2 separate regions of the Mus musculus genome follow, and region 1 is linked to region 2. Evidence: chromatin contacts called from public HiChIP or PLAC-seq data. All regions are on one chromosome and are shown on one strand. The core of a region is the stretch at or near the end of the contact, and the rest is flanking DNA. Distances in the headings are between cores, read along the strand shown. Region 1 overlaps Fez1 (fasciculation and elongation protein zeta 1 (zygin I)). Region 2 holds the start of Ei24 (etoposide induced 2.4 mRNA).

The links. HiChIP or PLAC-seq counts read pairs in DNA pulled down with a chosen protein or histone mark.
Region 1: an H3K27ac HiChIP or PLAC-seq map of embryonic stem cells shows a contact between it and region 2, with 10 read pairs. The contact joins the enhancer-like site here to the promoter of Ei24 in region 2. A contact is called at or near these places in 3 of 39 promoter capture datasets (embryonic stem cells, hippocampal neurons and liver), 1 of 15 datasets of contacts at CTCF or cohesin (the NIH/3T3 cell line), 6 of 484 Hi-C or Micro-C datasets (cortical neurons, liver, nephron progenitors and 1 more), 5 of 115 datasets of contacts at active chromatin or transcription factors (embryonic fibroblasts, embryonic forebrain and embryonic stem cells) and 2 of 9 other capture datasets (adipose tissue and pancreatic islet).

Annotation. Positions count from the first base shown.
Region 1 is chr9:36,854,894-36,861,909 of GRCm38.p6, reverse strand. Fez1 (fasciculation and elongation protein zeta 1 (zygin I)) reads right to left here. Exons shown (of 10, transcript NM_183171.5): 4 at 1,012-1,098. Among named protein-coding and RNA genes, the nearest start is that of Fez1, 26 kb to the right of the region's middle. Within about 2 kb of position 4,264, at least 35 of the 459 cell types and tissues checked have an H3K27ac peak or open chromatin away from gene starts, as enhancers often do. A contact at or near this core is called in adipose tissue and embryonic stem cells, where this site is marked.
Region 2 is chr9:36,792,598-36,800,047 of GRCm38.p6, reverse strand. Ei24 (etoposide induced 2.4 mRNA) reads left to right here and starts at 2,714. Exons shown (of 11, transcript NM_001199494.2): 1 at 2,714-2,835; 2 at 6,699-6,808. The coding sequence starts at 6,767.

The DNA of each region.
Region 1 (7,016 bases), core at 3,015-5,514, 60 kb before region 2:
ACTTCTGCCTAAGTGAGAAATCACTACAGCTACAACATAATGAATCAGTCTCCAAGGTGAAGCATGGCATTTTTTTTCCACAAAGAAGTGTCTTTGAGACTCCTTTTAGAAGGCTAAAAATTTTCAGGGTTCTATAAAATGTGATAAAACATCAATCACACAGACACCTATCACTGTTTCTTAAACAACAACAAAAACAAAAAGGAGTATTTAAGATCACCACACACACACACTTTAAGTGCCCAAGCTCCAAGCACACACACACACACAAAAATCTATGGAGAGCTGAGCATGGTGTCACATGCCTTTAACCCCAGCACTTGGAAGGCAGAGGCAAGGGGGATTTCTGAGTTTGAAGCCAGCCTGGTCTACAGAGCAAGTTCAAGGGCAGTCGGGGCAGCCAGAGAAACCGTCTTGAAAACCAAGCCATTTTTTATTTAAATTTAAAAAGAAGCAAATCTACACAGACTTCATAGGACTAAAGCCAGGAATCTGTAAACATGGCTCTGGCTATCATCACCAACTGCTACAACCAACCCATGTATTAGGGGTTAAGTCTACATCTACCGTAAGGAGATAAACTGAGGCATTAACAGAAATTAAACCTCTTTTTTTAACATTTATTTATTTATTATATGTAAGTACACTGTAGTGTCTTCAGACACTTTTCCTTCTCTCTCCGGCTCCGCTTGCTCCAACCCAAAGATTTATTTATTATTAAGTATGCTGTGGTTGTCTTCAGACACCCCAGAAGAGAGCATCAGATCTCACTATGGATGAGAGCCACCATGTGCTTGCTGGGATTTGAACTTAGGACCTTCGGGAGAGCAGTAAGTGCTCTTAACTGCTGAGTCATCTTTCCAGCCTGAAATTAATCTCTTATTAAAGATACTGAACTCATCAACAAGGCACCTCAAGTCTGCACATCTTTCTTCTGACCTGGATGCCCTCGTCAACCTTTCTCCAGAAAAGTAAAAGGTTCCTGGGCCCTGGGAAGGGTGTCACTTATACCTGGTCAGCTGTGAGGAGAGGCTCCTCATTGATGCCAGAGTCATTTTCACTCTTCTCATTGAACTCTTCTTCTTCCTTCTCATGAATCTGTAGAAGGGAGAAATGACATGGTACCCGTCAGCAGGACTAGATCAGATGACACTGTCTGCAGGGCCATCTTAGCCTCTCTCTGTCTAAAGAGGGAATGTAGAGAGGAGTCCAAATTTCATCCTGTTCCAAATCTGCCCCCATGGCATAGCAGGCATTGCCGACATGGCCAGAAGAAGACAATAGGGTAGGCAGTATCATTCTGACTCAAGCAGATCAGCAGTGTTCTTCAACTCATAGGCAGGGTCTTCTTGGATGATCCAGAAACCTTCTCACAGTGAATGGCACTACAGCCAGCTCATGTAGCAGATACAATTCGTTAAGTAGTGCCCATTGAGCAGGGGAAAGGAATGTCCAGATTTTATCATAGTGGGCACTTTAAGGAGTAGATTGTTTCAGTTCATGTAGTCACAGCTTTTAGATTGTGATAATGGTTGCTAGAGAGAAAGCCCAGCGGGTAAGAGCACTGACTGTTCTTCCAGAGGACCTGGGTTCAACTCCCAGCACCCACATGTCAGCTTACAACTGTCTGTGACTACATGATCTGACACGTGCCTTCACAGACGTACATTCGGGCAAAACACCAATGCACATAAAATAAAAACAAATAAAAATTTAAAAATTCTTTAAAAAAAAAGAATGTGATAAAATGCCAGTCTATCATTGGAATCCAATTGTGGTTTCATAGCGAGTATAGAATGCAAGAATCGATATATCCCATGGGCTAAAGGACAAACTGAACCAGGGATGGTGATACAAGTCTGTGATTGCAGCTTTTAGGAGGTAGTCCCAGGGTGATCAGGAATTTAAGATCACCTTCCTACTATCCCTACCTAGCAAATTCAAGTCCAGCCTGGGCTTACAAGATCTACCATTTCAAAACAAAGCAACAACAGAAAAAAACAGATGCAGATGGTGATTGCCTGTAATCCCAGCTCTCTAAAGGCAGAAGAGTAGCAACAGGTCCAAAGCTAGCCTAGATTGTACAGTGAGACCTCGTTAAGAAAAGAAAGGAAGGAAAAAAAGAAGGGTGGGATGAAGGAGAAAGGAAGGAGGCAGGGAGGGGAGAGAAAGGGAAGGAAAAGAAAGAAAAAAAGAGGACAAACTAAAGCCCAAGAAAAGCATTGAAGGGGAACTCTGTTTGACTCATTTGTCCTGTGCCCCTACATTCTGTAATCCTAAACAAGAGTCTAGAAGTTCACAACCATTAAAACTCCAGAAGACATCTAAATCCAGCAAGATATTTGTAACAATTCTGGCTTTTCTGGCCATGTTGCGAATTGTTAATGGTCGGGAGTTTATGTTTACATCCTGAACATGTTCAATCACCTAATCACTTAAAAAGTTCCTTCCAGAAATCCAATTGAAAACCACATAGGGGTTGGCAAGAGGCATCCAGGGAACTCCTCCAGAGAACCACCTCCCATACACAATCCGCTTTTTCTTGGTCTCTAAGAGCTCACATGCTGGTTGATCTGTCCCCTGCTCCCCTCCTCCCAAGCACATTTCTTCCTATTCTAACAGGAGACACTTGGTTGAGATTCCAGATATCCTGTAATGTGGCCTCAAAACATCTTTTGGCTGGTACCGCCTAACCATGCTTATCCTCTCCTATCTCTGCCTAAAACCAGAACATTGTAATAATAATAATAATAATAATAATAATAATAATGAGGAGGAGGAGGAGGAGAGGAAGAAGGAGAGGAGGAGGAGGAGGAAGGGGAAGAGGAGGAGAAGGAGAGGAAGAGGAAGAGGAAGAGGAAGAGGAAGAAGAAGCAGCAGCATTGAAGCAGCAGCAAGTGTATCTTGAACGCCATCTGTTCTCAACCTGGAGAAAGGGCATGGCAGGGCGGTGAGGGGACCACCAGAGGAGCTGGCTGGCAGATGGCAGCATCTATTTCTGCGACGGAATCCATATGCTTGTATCTCTGCCAATCTGCCACCTGTGGTAGCTGCTTGTTTCCACAGCTCCCCCACCAGGCAGAACAAAACTCCTAGGGCCACACTTTGTTCACAGCTGCAGTCACAAGGCAGAACTTCCCAAGGGTCAGGCAGTCCTGGGGTAGAAGGGTGGCTCTTATTGAGAAATGGAGGCTTTTCTTTTCTGTTGGAATTACTTTTATAAGCCCCTGACAACAATGTTTGCCTGTAATTCAAATTCAGATATGACAGGTTGAAATGAAGGCTCTGAAAATGCACCAGGTAGCTAGGTATGTGGTATTTACTTATAATTACAATACTCAAGAGGCTAAGGGGGACTAGCCTGAGCTACACAGTGAGAGCCTCTCTCAAAAATAAAAACAAATAAACAAATAATGGATTATGGATATAGCTCAGTGATAAAGCCCTGGACCCATCCCCAGCTATAAAAAGGTGACCTAGGACTATAGTTCAGTGGAACTATATGTTCATATATACATATATATATATATATATATATATATATATATATACACACACACATATATATATATATATATATATATATACACACATATATATATATATACATATATATATTCCAATATATATAGTTATATAGTTCAGTTGAACAATTTGTCTAGTAAGTGCAAATTGACCCTCAACGCTGAAAAGCAACAGCAAAAGGCCAAGTGTGGTGGTGCCTGCCTGCACAAGGGCTGCAAAAGATCAGGAGTGCAAAGTCATTCCAGATTCAAAGACCATTTCTCACTACACAGGGAGTTCAGGGCCTGAGCCACGGGAGACCAAAACCAAACACATGAAATGTGACTGCTTACATTTTCTGAATTCACTTCAAGTGCACTTGCTTCACTAATTTAGCATTGCACCTTTGACCCAGATCATCTCCCTCTGCAAGTTTCTCCCACATGGGGGTGGGGCTTGTAGGGAAGGGAGGCTCCTAGTGGTTATTCAACAGTTAATGGACCCCAACTGAGGCCTAGTGTGTGCCTCTCTCAGGCACAAAGCTTAAGGGTCTGGGCCTAAATTGTTAGAATAAAGTAAAGGGATCGGAAATTACGGGATTATGAAAGCACTGTTGCGGGTACTATAAGCATGCATTTCCTTGGCTCTCAGAAATCCACCACGGAAAAAACAAAACAAAGGGCTCAGCACACACAATGCACCCCAGGAGAGTCCCGGTTCCGCCCTTGTGTAGCTGCTATCTCTGCTCAATCTCTCAGCTTTCACCACATCCACCCAGACTGTCGGGCCTTCCTCTTCTTTGACTTTTGCTCTCTTTGTCCTGCTTCACCCTGATCTGGATCCATCAAGCCTGTTTTGTTTTCTCAGTCCTCCAGAGTCTGCTTTCCCTGACAGCTTCTGTCACTTCTGAACAAACCCTTCAGACTCCAGACTTCCCCCTCTCAAACCAAGGTAGAATTTTGAGCAAAAAAGCTTAATTGAACAAGAGAGAGGGAATTTGAAAAACAACAGCATCTGGACACTCATTTCTATTCTGTGACACAGACATCAAAGTCACTTCCTAGGCTACTTGTGTGGCGATGACAAAGGTACCTGCTCAAAAAGATACACAAGCTCGATACTTGGTGTTTGTGTCTTTGTGGGCTAAACCTGACATTTATTTCCATGCTGTCAAAGTGAATGAGGTTCTTATAAAACAACAAACAAACAAACAAACAAACACCCCCAAAGACCCCCTATCTACCCAAGGGTCTTCTTCCTAGAGATAAGAAGACATGGACCCAGAGTGGGAACTGACCATAGCAGCTTTTCTTCCTCTTGCTTTGAGGAAAAGGTGTGCATCAGGACTGACACCAAGCAATATAAAGCTAGAAAGTGTCAGGCAGTGGTGGTGCACGCTTTTAACCCCAGCTCTTGGGAGGCAGAGGCAGGCAGATTTCTGAGTTGGAGGCCAGCCTGGTCTACAAAGTGAGTTCCAGGACAGTCAGGGCTACACAGAGAAACCCTGTCTCGAAAAAAAAACCAACCAACCAACCAACCAACCAACCAACCAAACAAACAAACAAACAAATAAAATGAAGCTAGAAAGGAATGCTGAGCCTGTAATGCTTCAGCCTTGTGCAACAGTCTATGAAAGGCTTCAGAGATTGTTGAGTCCTTGTTTCTAATTCAATACTTTGGGATTGGAGCCAGGCAGATTGGGAGTTCAAAACTAGCCTGGGTGCCAAGAACCTGGACCAAACATTTTCCCCTCTTTCTTTAAATAAACAAACACTATACATGCATCTGAAAAACAACAGATCAGGCCTCGTCAAGGCTTTTGGAGCAAGCTGCGTTGGATCCTGCCCTCCTGCCACAGCAAGGACACATCTGGACAGAATCTATGAGGCAATTGTTTCCAGGCACTGGATACAGGCAGTGTAAGGCTTTGGACTGGAAAGAAATGAGGAAAAACCAGATCTACTGAAAAGTATAAGAATACCAGAAGTGGTCAAATATCAAGAATTGTATTTGTTTGATTTTTGAGTTTTATTTAAATGGTTGCTTTTGTTGCTATTCTGAGACAATGTCTATATATCCTCGAACTTGAAATGCTAGCCAAACTGGCTTTGAACTCATAGTTTCCTCTTGCCTTCACCTCCTGACTGTTGGCTTTGCAGTGCTACAATGATCACCCTGAGAATAAATTTAAATGATCTGTTTTTCTTCTTTCAGAAAAATCATTTTGTATTGTGGAATATAAAATATAAATCAAAATAAAATGCATGATAATAGCACATGAATGGAGGGAATAGATAAACTTTCAAGTTTCAGATTTTATCTGAAGAGGCAAAATATTTCTTCTAAGTAGACTATGATAACTGAAAATGTACAATGTGATCTCTGGGGGAAATGCTCTATAAAAATACCAAGGACATGATAGCACAGGCCTGTAATTCCAAAGACCTGAAAATGTAAAGTCTGAAGATAGCTTTGGCAAATTAGTGAGATCCCCTTACTCCCTTCTCAACAAAACAAAACCCCAACACTTCAGCTGGGGTCAGGTGGATCTCTATGAGTTCAAGCCCAGCCTAGTCTATATGGTAATTTCTATGACAGCCCAAGCTATATAGTAAGGCATTGTCTTAAAACCAAATGAACAAAAAAGGTGACAAGTTATAGATAAAATTTCATTACAAGAACAAAATAGAATGCCAAAGAAAAGTGAAAAAAGAAATTTAAAAATCTGGATTATGGTGGCACACACCTTAAGTCCCAGCACGAGGGAGGCAGAAGCAGAAGCAGGCAGATCTCTGTGAGTTTGAGGCCAGCCTGGTCTACAAAGTAAGTTCCAGGACAGCCTGGGCTGTTAACACAGAGAAATGTTGTCTCGGGGCTGGGGAGCGGGGAAGAAGGGGAAGAAAGAAAGTTGGAGGGGACTGGAGAAATGGTTCAATAATTAAGAGCACTGACTGCTCTTCCAGGGGTTCCCAGTAGGCACATGGTTGCTCACAATCACCTGTAACTTCAGTTCTAGGGGATCCAATACCTTCTGCTGTCCTCCTTGGGCACCAAATATGTAAGCTATGAACAGACATACATCTAGGCATGCATATACATAAAATAAAACTAAGGAGGAAGGAAGGAAAGAAGGAAGAAAAAAGGAAGGAAGGAAGAAAAAAGGAAGGAAGGAAGGAAGAGAGAGAGAAAGGGAAGGAGAGAGGGAGGGAGGGAGGGAGCAAGAAAGCTGGAGAAATGTCTCAGCGTTTAAGAGCACTAGCTGCTCTTCCAGAGGACACAGGTTCAATTCCAGGCACCCACATGGCAGCTCACAGACACCTACAACTCCAGTTCCAGGGGATCTGGTACTTTCTTTGGGCCTCCCGCAGGCACCAGACACTGAAGTAGGACACAGACAAACATGCAAGAAAAACAGCCATACAAATAAAATACAAATGCATAACTTTTTAAAAGTTAGAAAGGAACTAAGAAAATAGGTTAACTAAAGGAAAAAAATCACAACTTTAGAGAAA
Region 2 (7,450 bases), core at 1,465-3,964:
GCAATGGCCACCTCACTTATGCTATATCTGAGAGGTCTGGGCATTTGTTTTGCCATTGACTTTGACATCTGGGTTTCAGGTTCTTTCCACGTAGGAATAATAATAATAATGGCTTATAATAAGCATTTGATTCTATAGATGACCCGATCAGTAGCAGGTCTAAGCATTGGTGAAGGCAAAGGGAAATAAGAAGAAAAAGAAGTGAAGAGCCATAGAAGAGATTGGGAGTAGGGAACAAAGTCTTCTAGAAGAGGCAGAATAGTTCAGAGAGTAAGCAAATAGGCCACCCTAAATGATGCCATTTTTCTATAAGGGCAATTGTGAGCTAAGAGCACTTAAAAGTGAAACAAAACCAGCAAGAAAGGAGTTCTCTTAAAGGTGGGGCCAGAGGAAGACTAGTCAGGTCTCTACCACTGAGCTACACTGCCAGGCCAAGAGGGGCAATTATCCTCTCCTTTCCCTCTTTTTATTTTTTGGTTTTTCGACACAGGGTTTCTCTGTATAGCCCTGGCTGTCCTGGAACTCACTTTGTAGACCAGGCTGGCCTCAACTCAGAAATCCGCCTGCCTCTGCCTCGCGAGTGCTGGAATTAAAGGCATACTCCACCACGCCCGGCTTCCTTTCCCTCTTAAAAGCAGGGAGTTGCTGCTCTAAAAGTAACTTGAATAGGAATTTGAAGGGGATGGGAATTTAGCTCAGTGATAAAGCACTTGTCCAGTATACACGTCTAACTGGGCTAGATTTTTAAAAAATAGTTAATAGGTGGGGTACAAACCAAACCTTATCAAAATGCGATTTTTTCTCTTTAGCCCCACCCACCACTTCTCTACAACTGCCATTCTTTGCACAATGGCATTTAAAAACATTTGGGCTGGGAACTGGTGGCACACTCTTTTAGTCCCAGCATCAGGAGGCAGAGGCAGGTGGACCTCTAAGTTCAAGGCCAGCCTGGTCCTCACAGCTAGTTCTATTTTCAAGACAGGGTGTTAGTCCTGGGTGTCCTCGAACTTAATTTTTTTTTTCCTTTTTGGTTTTTTGAGACAGGGTTTCTCTGTGTAGCCCTGGCTGTCCTGGAACTTACTCTGTAGACCAGGGTGGCCTCGAACTCAGAAATTTGCCTGCCTCTGCCTCCCAAGTGCTGGGATTAAAGGCGTGCGCCATGCCAGGTTTCGAATTTAATGTTAATCCTCAGCCTTCCCTGTACTGGAGCTAAAGGAGTGAGTACATCCCACCACACCCAGCCGCGAGGACTCCTAACCAAGATCTTTTGAGGTGGAAAGACTCTTTTTTAATATGAGCCACACCTCCTGTTGGCAGCCTATATAAAGAACATGGATGAAGGGAACTCACGCTTTCCTGCTTGCTCTTGCTCTCACTGGCAAGTCCATTCCTCCACTGGCAGTAGAGCCTACTACTTTGGGATTCCAGCGTGTACTGAAGACCAGCTTCGACACCCAGCCTTGTGAAGTGCACAACTGCTGAACTCTTGGACCTTCCATTCACAGGTAACCATTGTTGGTTTAGTTGGACCACAGCCTGTAAGTCATTCTAATAAACCCCATATATATTCATTAAGTTCTGTTCCTCTGGACTAAACTAACTGGGTGGTGGTGCATGCCTTTAATCCCAACACTTGGGAGGCAGAGGCAGAGGCAGGCCACCCTGATTTACAGAGTGAGTTCCAGGACAGCCGGAGCTATAGAGTGAAGCCCTGTCTCCAGCCTCCCTCCATCCCCCTCCAAAAAATAAAAGAAAACCCATCTCCAATCTTCTTCATTCCCTTCTCAGGGTTTATATGTCAGTCACTACTAACTCACTAGCTAACTTGTATGCTTTTCTTATACTTGACTCTTTCTGGGTTTTGTTTCTTAAATTCAAAGGAGAAACCTGAAAAGGGTAAAAGTGGCTTTTCCTACAGTTTCATGACAAGAAATTATGGAGCCAGGCTAGAAATGAGCCAGTTGAAAACAGCAATCTCTACTTGTTTTTTATCACAGCCATTCCATCATTACAATCCGCACTAAATGCTACCTAAGTGGTTGATGCCTTATATTCTGAATCACTCAAACTTCTGATCTCTTGCCTCCAAATTCCAAGTGCTGAGATTGTACTATCATGCCCTGTGTAATATAATTCTTGGACTTGAAGCCAGGGCTTTTTGCATGTGCATGATAACTGATTACTCTATTGAGTTTTTGTTTTTTGCTTTTGTTTTTTTCTGAATCAAGATGTTGTTACACAGCTCTGCCAAGGCTGGTACTTACTAGGTAGCCAAGGCTGGACTCGAATTTGGACCATTTCTTCTCTTCAGCTTTCCAAGGGCTGGGATTTCAGGTGTGCATCACCATACCTGGTTTATTAGTCTTTATAGAAAGCCTCCAAATTATCAAGGTGTCTCCTATTTTATTGTTTTCATCATTTGTTCTTAAAGGATATCAGAAAGACCAGCACTGATGTGTAGATAGATTAAGGAGGTTAACGATCGCTCAACAGTGAGAAGGGGTTTGACTAGGAGGCAACAAAGGTCTAGAATCCTGGACCTGGATACCCAGAATGAGTCTGGACTCTGAGGTCCAGCCAACTACAATTCCCAGGCTCCCAGACCACGCCCCCCGGTATGGCCCCGCCCTACCTCGCTAGCCCCGCCCCTGCCCAGCGACCGGCAGGCTGCCCGCCCGACTTCCCAGCTGCCCCGTGCGGCCCGGGCATGCCCAGTGTGGGCGCAGCCCCGGCTCTCCGAGCGCCCGGGCGGAGCGGGCAGCCGGGCGCGGAGCAGGCGAACCGAGCCTCGGTGGGCGAGCGCCCTGGCTGGAGCCGCGGCGGTAGGGTGGCGGGGTAGGTGCAGGCCGCGGCGGGCAGTGGGCTCGAGCCGCTTGCAAATCGCAGCCTGGGCGGCAGGGCCCATCGAGGGCTGGCAGGCCGGAGCTAGTTCCTAAGGTTCTGGAAGGGGCTGCGGCAAGGACCCCGGCCCCCGAAGGGCCCGGGACGCGAAAGGCGGCAGGGGCAGGCCTGGCGGCGGCGCGCGGGACTCAGGCTTTCCCCAGGTGCGGCGGGGCTATCTTTAGCTCCGGTGACCCTCAGTGAGCGAGGTCCGCACCTTGTGCGCGGCAGTGGCTGGGGAGGAAGACGGGTTCTCACCCCAATTGCCCCGACGCTGCGGGAGAGAAGGGGCCGAGTACCCCAGGTTGCCCAGGAGGCAGCCTGTGGCCGGGTGATGCGTGAGGGTGTTTACCTTTTCCCTACCTGGAGTGGGAAACACTGGCTTCCTCCCTTCCGGGACTTGAATCTGGTGGCTTCGGAATGAAAGTGCAGGAGTATGTCTCAGTAGGTGCTTAATCGGTTCTAAAGACTGTCAAATTTATTGGCCAGCAGTGTTTCAAGGTTTAAGGAAGGTGATGCTTGGGTTAAACAAAAATCCTCGTTGCAAAGCTTAAGCCAAAAAGTCCAGTCTCGGTTAGAACACTGAAGTTCCAAAGTTGGTTGTAATTAGCTTTCACTCACTGTTGACAAACCGTTTATATGTAAAATATTGTGAACCAGATGATGCATCTTGGTTTTCTCTGTTGTTAGAGCCCTTTGTGTCAGTCAGTGTGTGGTCTCAAATCGTGGAAGGTTATTTTTCTGCTTGTCTCAGCAATTTGTTAAACAGGGCAATTCATACCAAATGTTCTCTCCCATAGAAAAGTTGTTAGGCCCACGGTATAATAATGGCCTTTCCTTTAAAGGCTCTATTTGGTCACTGGTACTTTGTTAGTTGGTACATGAAGAAGCCGGGTATTAATCTGCCAAGGAGTCAAATAACACAGTGGTTCTGGGATATGACAGATTTTGAAGCTCCCTGTCTGGGCTCTTGGAGAAAACTAGAGTAATGGATTTTCTCACCTCAAGTCGGGTGTGTTCTTTAACAGGATTACATTTATCCAGAATTTTTTCAGCTTTGTTTATTCTGTCGTACTCTATCCCGTGAAGAATTTTAATATGCTACCCTTTATTTGTAGATGAGCAAGTTGTTGCTTAAGATGGTGGTACATTTGTGATATACCTTAGTGTCTTGGACATTTACTAGTTTCCTGGTCATGGACTGCTTTTTACCACAACTCCTAGAGCACTGGCTTTCTCTGTACACATGATTGAAGCTCTTGAGGTTTTCTTTTTCTGCTTTTTTAGGAGGGGGGAGTGGGAGTAGTAACAGATGTTTCCTAACCTTAGGAACTTCTCTAGGTGAGCACATTTGGGTAGGATTTGACGTAAGGAGCAGATGCAGGCAGCCTTCTGACTGTACTCCCTGTTTGTCCAGTTCTGAATGGCATCAGTCCAGTTGGGTCAGTGTGGTGCTGAAGTGGCCAGAGGTCAAGGAAAGTATCCTTTATGTTTTGAAGTTTGAGTTGTATACAAGCTGACTATTATATTTTATTATCTCTTAAATTGAAGATTCTAAGCTTGATTTGGTGGGGCATGATAACTTTGGAATCCTAAAATCTCATATTTTTGCAAGCAGACTTTCCATTCACCTGAGAGTTCACTTTAAAGAAATTAAATAATTGAGAGTCTTTGGGGGGGGGGCAGGGTTTCTCTGGCCCTGGCTGTCCTAGAACTCACTCTATAGACCAGGCTGGCCTTGAACTCAGAAATCCTCCTGCCTCTGCCTCCCAAGTGCTGGGATTAAAGGTGTGCGCCACCACTACCCAGCTGAGAGACTAGTATTTTAAGATTATTTATATATAGGGGCTGAAGAGATGGCTCAATGTTTAAGAGCACTAACTACTTTTCAGAGGACCTAGGTTCAATTCGAAGCATCCACAAGGCAGCTCACATTTGTAATATATGACTGATGCACAGATATATGCAGGCAAAACACTTATCTTCATAAAATTAAGTTGGTTTTTTTTTTGTGTGTTGTTGTTTTTTAAAAAGCTGGGTAGACCTCTTAGTTCAAGGCCAGCCTGGTCTACAGAGTGAGTTCCAAGACAGCCAGAGCTACACAGAGAAACCCCATCTTGAAAAACAAGATTTTCTAGTATGAACCCTCTTATCATTTTGGTACTAGAGACTGTGTATGCGAGGCAGGTTCTCTACTAAACTATATTCCCAATGTTTTGTTTTGTTTTTGAGAGAGTTTTTTAAATTATCCAGTTGTTAATTAATTCAGCTTGTGTAGACCTTGAACTTGTGCCTATCTTAGCCTGCCAGGCAGCTGGGATGCTAGGATTTCATCACCAGCCCTCAGTCTCAGTTTAATTTCTCTTGGTGTTGGGAATGGAACATACCGTGCAAGCACTCTACCACTGAATTGTACTTTTTTTTTCTCTATCAGTTCTTTTCAACATTTATTGTCTGTTTGCATCTGTTTGCATGACCTTGCATTTACATGTGAATGAGCCATGGCCAGTGTGCTTGTGAAGTCAGAGGACAACCCACCTGTAGGCTCTGCAGAAGACACACCTTCACCTCCCCAGCCCCGACTCTGAGTTATTTGCAGCTCTGTCAATTTATTAATTATAAAGCTGGGTTTTCCAATCAACTGAGAAATAATATGAGAGAAACCTTTACTATTCTTTAGTTTTTGCAACAGGGTCTCATGTAGCTTCCTTTAAATTTCCAATTTAGTGGATGATGACCTTGAATTCCTGATTCTCTTGCCTCAGCTTTTCTAACTAACCCTTACCATTCTAACCCTTCTAAAGACTGTTTACAAATGTGAACTTTATGACCTTTTGCTTGTTTCTCTGGCTCCAATGCATATTGAGTGAGCATGCAGCCTGCCATTGAACTAGACCGTCAGCCTTAGTCTGTCTAGTTTAAAATTCTTTGTTTCTTACATGATCCTTAAAAGACATGTGCATGTATATTTAAGATTAGAAAGTGAACTGGTACTGTAGGCCAATGGTAGAGTATTTGCTTATTACATGTGAAGCTCTGGGTTTGGTAGTTTTAGATTATGTCTTAAATTTTCCCATGTATTTGAGGACTATGAATAAAGTGAATCAAAATAAATTATTGTTATTATATGAGACAGGGTTTTCAGTGTAGAACTTAATATGTATCTGCCTGGTGAGAAAACTGGTGATTCTCCTGCCTTTGCCTTCTGAGTGCTAGAATTGCAATCTATCATAGTGTGTAGCTTCTGTGTGTGCGTGCATGCACCTGCCTGTGTAGGTCTAGAAAAGGTTATTGAACCCCCGGGAGCTGGAGTTCAGATGGTTGTCAGTGGTCTGAGATAGGTGTTAGGAATCGAGGAATCGATCTCTGGTCCTCTGAAAGAGTAGCCAGTTCTCTTAACCACTGAGCCATCTTTTCCAGTCTCACATTCAAGTGCTGGAGACTATGTAGCCAGTATAAAAATTGCTTAAGAGAGTATTTCTATCCAGATTCTCAAAAGTGAAAGTGTTTGGGAGGAGTGGTTTGGAAATTCAAGGCTCAGGGGAGACCACTTGTCCAGGAGCACATTTTGCCCCTTATCTAAACATTCCTGTAGTTTCAGCAAGTGTGGGACTAGCCAGAACAACTTCCAGTATCTCATCTCTGAAGAAAACAGACTCTTAATTTTAGCAGTTAAAGGTCTAGCCTCTTAGTTGACGTTATTAGTGTCAGAGTCTATTACTCTTGTATTAGGGATACTAGAATGTTGTGTCATTTTGTAGAAACATCATGAAGTAATGGATCTTTAACATTAGTCTTTTTCCTCCATCTCTGTCTAGGCCCTCCATGATGAATGGTTTGGGGGCACTTCCCTCTCGCTGTATTTGATAGTCTGGGCAGTGGAGAGATGGCTGACAGTGTCAAAACCTTTCTGCAGGACCTTGGCAGGGTGAGTATATTTTGTTTCAAGGAATTTGTCCCTTAACCTTTTCTTTTTTGCTTTTTTGTTAAAGAAACAGACTAGGACATCTTTCTTTTGTAATTTTATATATTTGTTGGGTCTTTTACATAGAATGTCAATTTTTAGTTTAGTCTACATCACTCAGCAAGTAGGAATTTTTGGTATTTTTGAGACAGTCTTGCTATGTATCTCAGTCTGATTTTGAGCTCCTGGTGATGCTCCTTCCTGCCTCTGTGTGCCAAATACTAGGAATGTATACTATCATGCATCTTTTTTATTTTGTTACGCAGCCTTGGCTGGTTTGAGTTCCTTTCAGTCCTGTTTCTCTTTCCCAAATATTGGAATTTCAATTGTGAGCCTGTGTCTGGTGTCCCTCTGTGTGTATTTGCGTGGTATGTGCTTGTGGTTATGCAGATGCAGTCCTATTCTCATGGGAAGGCCAAAGCAGAACTTTAGGTGTCTTCCTGTATCACCTCTGTTTCTGTCTGCTTTCTCGCCTTGAGGCAGTATCTGTCACTGAACCTGAAGTTGGCTTATTTGTCAAGCCTGGCTTATCAGGGAATTCTTGGGATCTAGCAGCAGCCATGCCTAGCTTTTTACAAGAGGTCTTGGGATTTGAACTCAGGCCCT